Linked DNA regions of Mus musculus: region 1 is linked to region 2. Evidence: chromatin contacts called from public HiChIP or PLAC-seq data. All regions are on one chromosome and are shown on one strand. Each heading gives the region's core, a stretch centred on a gene start, on an enhancer-like site or on the middle of the called end of the contact. The rest is flanking DNA. Distances are from core to core; before and after follow the strand shown. Region 1 holds the start of 4921513I03Rik (RIKEN cDNA 4921513I03 gene). Region 2 has its middle 3.6 kb from the start of Gm35130.

Region 1 (2,742 bases), core at 78-2,577, 43 kb before region 2:
TCTTTGGCCTTTAAAGCTGCCTACAGATAGCTATGAGACCACTCAGTGAGCTGCCATCCATGATGGGGTGCACTTTTCTGTGATGTGCCTGCCTTTGAGTCAACCCTGCTCCTGTGAGTAACCCCTCGCCCATCCTCCTGTTAGCAGCCCCGATAAAGACTAACCGACAGAGCTAGTCAGACTCTTGTGCAGTGTGCTCTGGTCTTCGAGATATAAGCTCTTAGAGTGAAAATAAAATCCTAGTATTGATCATAGTCTGGCTTGCCTAATGTGATGGCCATGACTCACACAACCGCCATACCTCACGTGAAGTCCGGCTCCATCTCAGCCAATGTGGAGCAGTGGTGGAGCACAGTGGCAGATTGACAGCTGCCAATAACGGCAGCTCGTCTCAGTACCACACAATACCACCATCCTTTTCACTCTGAGAACAAACCAACTAGACCGAAGGCCAGTGAAGTGGAAAAGACAGATACGACTCTTATCTGGGAAACCCGTGGGAACAGTAAGAGCGGGGCTTCCCGATCCTGTATTTGTTTTATGGTGTTTAGAGGAAAGTGGGAATTTCCATCCTGCTGAACCTACAGAGTTATCCTGAAATAACATTCTTTGCTCGTTGTAAGGAGATGATGGTACTTAAGTTTGTCTGATTCTGTTTTTTTTTTCACGAAGAGATTTAAAACCTTGGAGAAGAGTGAAGGGCGGATCTACTCAAAGGATTCTGGCAGAGGGCCTGAGAGATGCCTCAGCAGTTCAGAGAACTTGCTGTTCCCCCGGAGGTTCTGAGTTCTGTGCGACCACTCCTAACTCCAGCTCCAAGAGATATGCGCCCCCTCCTGACCTCTGCAGGTAACAGCACATACACACAGACACACACACACACAGACACACACACACACACACACACACACACACACACACACACACACACACAGCAGGCACGAGTGCACCTATCCTGTAAGCCATCATAATGGATTACCTCTGTAATATACGTTCTATTGGATCTGTTCCTCTAGAGAACCCTGAGTGATATGCCCCTCGAATGCCCCTCAAAGTCTCAGGTTTTGAGTCTGGCAGTTTTGTTGAGAAGTAGATGGATAAGAAGGATACCAACCACACCAACAGACCATTCTACTGATGACTTCATCATTGAGTGTGTTTTTGGGAGGTATGACCTAACTGGAAGTGGCGGGTTGGGAGGGTACCTTTGAATGGCTTACCTTGCCCGAATTCACATGCTGTTACCCAGCTGCAGTGAGATCAGAAGCCCTGCTCCACCCCGACTGCTTTCCTCCACATTGTTCTCTATTGTTTTTCCAGCAGCTGTGACCAAATGCGAGAGAAGGAGGTTTTCTTTTGGATCATGGTTTGCGAGTATAGTTTGTCACAATCATGAAAGCATCGCGATGGGAGTGGCTATCAGGCATGGCAGTGGGAGTGGCTATCAGGCATAGCAGTGGGCGTGGCTCACAGGCATGGTAGTGGGAGTGGCTAGCAGGCGTGGCAGCAGAAGCATGAGGCTGCTGATTCACATCTCAGCGGACCAGGAAAAGGAGAGGAGGGAATGACGGAGCTCAGAGGCTTTCTCCTCTCCCGTTTTTTTTATCCAGCCAAGTCCTCTTTTTATCCAGCCAAGTCCGCAGTGCATGGGAAGGTCTCTACTATGTTCAGGAAAGGTCTTACCCTCTTAGTCATTCCTCTCTAGAAAAAGGCTCACAGATAAGTTCAGAGGTAAGGTGTGACTCACTAATGCCTTGGTGGTTTCTTAATCCAATAAAGTTGTTGATCAGAGTTAGACCATCACATAGTCTGCATCACTATAATTCACAGACAAGGGAACCAGGTGACCATAGGACTGAAATAACTAAACTATGAGCTCAAAGGAAACTGTTCTTTAAAGTTTTTCTCCGATAGTCTTTGAGTTTTTGTAGTACCTACAACTAATGTACAGCTATCAATGTATAGATATGTTTCTCCTGTGAGCTGATACTCTTATCCTGTTCGCTATTATAGGATGGAGCTGGAGCCTTCAGCAGATGCTGAGGGAAGGTTTGAGGCTGATCCTGGGTGCAGAATTGTGCCCAGTTCTTCCCACCTGATTGTTCATCTACTGCAAACTGGGGCTCGTTTTTCCCTTTGGAAAAATAATCACATTTTGCTGCATTGGAAAGCATGGCTAAGATTGATTCCTGCAGTAATTTAACAGAACCTGAAGCTTTATAGACCTTCTGTCTACAGGACTTCTGACTACACAGAACGTGTCTTTAGGATGTGCCCTTCTTTTCCCTGTTCTGATAGAACTGACTGTGCAAACTAAGGCAGCTTTCAGATGCTATTCCACTCACTGGCAGTGCCATTTGTGCCTCTGAACAGCAACAGGCTGAGGTCTTCCAAAAAACTAGGGAAGAGTGGTAGATCCAGAGGTCTGAGCCTCTCGATTCCTGGGGTGGACACGTTAGGGTGTCTATTGTGAAAGACCGGGGGGAGTGAAGATATGCTCAGGAGATCCCATGGGCTTTGAAGACCTTTGGCATGGCTCTCCATTCATAAAAAGCTGCTTCATTCAGAGCTGTGGCTTCAGAAGTCTGGATGCAGTCAGTTCCTGGCTGGCTGGGAACAAGGAGTTAACTTGAGGCTGGTTCTTCCTGCATGGGTCCAGCCAGCAGCTGTTCATCATAAGCAGGGTCCTTTCATCCTGACAGCTTTCTTTCCACTCAGGGGGAGTTGCCCTGGGAGTACTTG
Region 2 (2,704 bases), core at 51-2,550:
TTTACTGTCCTCTTTAGAAAGTCAAAGCAAACATCTGGGAACTTTAGTGAACAGCCCAGGCTCTAAGGCTCTCAATGAAGTGGCTGACACAAAACTAGGCAGACTCAGTAACTACCTTTTAAAGAAAATGATGCCTTTTGGCACCTCCATTATTTTAGCCCCTTCACACTTGCCTGTCACTTACAGAAGAAACATACCAACCAAAGGACATTATAGAATACGTATTGATTATCAATTCTCAGAGCCACCATTCACTGAGTACTAGTTAATTGTTTTCGTTTAAGATAAACTTTCAGGTTAATTCTGCTGAAATCCAGAAAGCCGGGGGTGGGGTGGAGTGGGGGGCTGTACATGTAGTACTATTTACCAGAGAGATGAGGACATCTTCAAAGCCAATGGCAGAGAGAGGATGAAGTTTGGATGTGGAAAGAGCATTAGGAAGCCAAAGGTGTTGTAGCTCCTTGAATGGCATAGAACAAACAAGACAGAGATTATAAAGACAAGAAGGCTCGAGGGGTGGCAGAGTGTGGGGATTACACCAGGAACGGTAGAAGGATAAAGCTTAAATCGGAGTGGGCAGTTGGCTGCATATGCAGCCATACCCAGCAAGTCTATCCGCCTATCCATCACCATCCAGAGTCGTCTCCACAGGTCAAAACAGCTGTCATGAGCTGGTTGGATACAGGGCTGTTTAAGCAGTTGTAAATGGGATGGAACTGGGGGTCGGAGACCACACCAAATACAGCCAGTACCTTGTGGTGAGTGCCGTGGGAAGCTCTGGCTGGGCCCTTGGCTCTGTCCATTCCATCTTTTCTGTCTTTCCGTCTCCACTCCATCCTTTTGCACCTTCCTGCTGACCTGGCCCCTCACTCCGAAAGCCCTGCAGGCTGAGAGACCTCAGATGCGCTACTCTGCTCCACCCACTTTCCCACACTCAGGAGGACCTTGGGTGGGGAGGTTGGAAGGGATCAAGGAGAGCATCCTGCTGAGATGAGGTCGGAGGCAGCCTGGACATCAAAGGTACCCAGGCCGCAGAGCTTGGGAGGAGGGCAAGGCCCCCTAACAGAAGGAGCCAGAGAGTGTTCCTTGCTGGCTCCTCTTACAAGGAAAGCCTCTCACCTTGTCTTTGAATTAAAATGGGAAGCCAAGATTTTTTATCCCAAAGGCTATAAGGGAATTCTTAAACCGCAGGTGTCAGTTTCTATTAAAAAAAAAAAATTAAGTTTCAGACCTCTGGCTAGTGAACGTCTGAGAGAGCAGTTGAATGAATCATTAACTCTGTTTGGATGCTTCATGTAGGTCAGTCAGACTTCCTGCTGCTCACTCCGGGAAGCACACTCCAGATTCTTTAGGGAGAGACAGCACGTTATCCTCTAGAGCATCTCCAGCCCTTGATTCGCAAGCAGGCTGCCTCTCACAGCAGCCATTCTGTGCGATCAAGCCCATGGTGAACCTCTAGGGACTCATTTCCTAAGCTATGTTAATAATCCTAACATTCTTAGGGAAGCCAGTTCCCTCACAAGTGGTAGGATGCCCAGCCTCTGTGGGGAGAAAATTTGAAAAGGGACTTCCTAACGTCCCCCCAAACGACAGAATACGATCACCTTGCAGACCTCCTCTGCCCCCGCCTCCACATTCCTCTTCACTTATATAGCCGTTGGGTTTCAATGGGAAAACCAAAGCCAGGATACTTGCTAGACACCCGACAAATGCCAGTTTGGGGTGGGAGTCTGAGAGGACTCTGGGTAGGAGCTGTCAGACCCGGGGATAGCTGCTCCCAGGGAGACCCAGCATTTTAGCGCTCACAGAAGGCGCAGGCGCACAAGGTCTTCCATCGTAACCCCAAGTTCTCTCCAAGCCAGCCCCACGGACTCTGGCAGGATAGCCTAAGGTGATAGGATTGGAAGGAAGTTGGGTAGGGAATTGAAGGCACTGTGTCCTCCCTCCCTGACTCCGGCTTCAGGTAAACGTGTGTATTTAGCTACAGCCACAACCACGAAGTGCCCCCCCCCACTCCCTATCCCCGAATGTTTTCTTGGAAGTCAATTAAAACAAGGTGAATCACAGTAGGAGATAAAAACAAATAAATGCCAGCTGGCTGAGGCTTACCAGCCCTTGACTGGTTTGTTTACACATAAAGAACAAAACAAAATAAGATAAAATAAAACACTGTCATCTTTCCTCATAAGAGCTGTAATTAGACTTGTGCCTCGCACAAGACAGAGAATGGATCCCAGTGCCCGGCGGGAATTGCTGTTGCCTCAATTCTCAGCGTTCGGCAATTTTTTTTTTTCGTTTGGCAATTTGTTTTTGCTTGTTTGTTTGTTTGTTTTGTTTGGTTTGGTTTTTTTTGGTTTTTTTTTTTTTGGCTTTGTTTTGTTTAATTTGACCATTTTCTGATTCTGCCAGGAGGCATATTTTTCTCTCTAGCGCACATCTCTAATCAGTATCTACCTCCATGTTTCTCTGGCTGTGGTATAGTTAGCAGAAAGAGCAGGGTTCCTGGGGGCAGGGATGGGGGAGGGGAGGGGAGGGGAGGGGAGGGGAGAGAGAGAGAGAGAGAGAGAGAGAGAGAGAGAGAGAGAGAGAGAGAGAGAACTCAACAATCTACAAGCTGGATCACAGTGGCTTGTGAGGGCCACATCCCTTAGGAGAGACTTGGCAAACCTGGGTCAAAAGACTTACACACTCTTGTCTGGCTCAC

What was found. HiChIP or PLAC-seq counts read pairs in DNA pulled down with a chosen protein or histone mark.
Region 1: a contact with region 2 is called in an H3K27ac HiChIP or PLAC-seq map of embryonic fibroblasts, with 13 read pairs. The contact joins the promoter of 4921513I03Rik here to the enhancer-like site in region 2. A contact is called at or near these places in 5 of 39 promoter capture datasets (the 3T3-L1 cell line, 3T3-L1-derived adipocytes, the HPC-7 cell line and 1 more), 1 of 484 Hi-C or Micro-C datasets (muscle stem cells) and 2 of 115 datasets of contacts at active chromatin or transcription factors (embryonic fibroblasts and embryonic stem cells).

Annotation. Positions count from the first base shown.
Region 1 is chr10:120,764,317-120,767,058 of GRCm38.p6, reverse strand. It overlaps 4921513I03Rik (RIKEN cDNA 4921513I03 gene), which reads right to left and starts at 1,327. Exons shown (of 3, transcript NR_038000.1): 1 at 1,221-1,327.
Region 2 is chr10:120,721,272-120,723,975 of GRCm38.p6, reverse strand. No RefSeq gene overlaps it. Among named protein-coding and RNA genes, the nearest start is that of Gm35130, 3.6 kb to the right of the region's middle. Within about 2 kb of position 1,300, at least 23 of the 459 cell types and tissues checked have an H3K27ac peak or open chromatin away from gene starts, as enhancers often do. A contact at or near this core is called in embryonic fibroblasts, where this site is marked.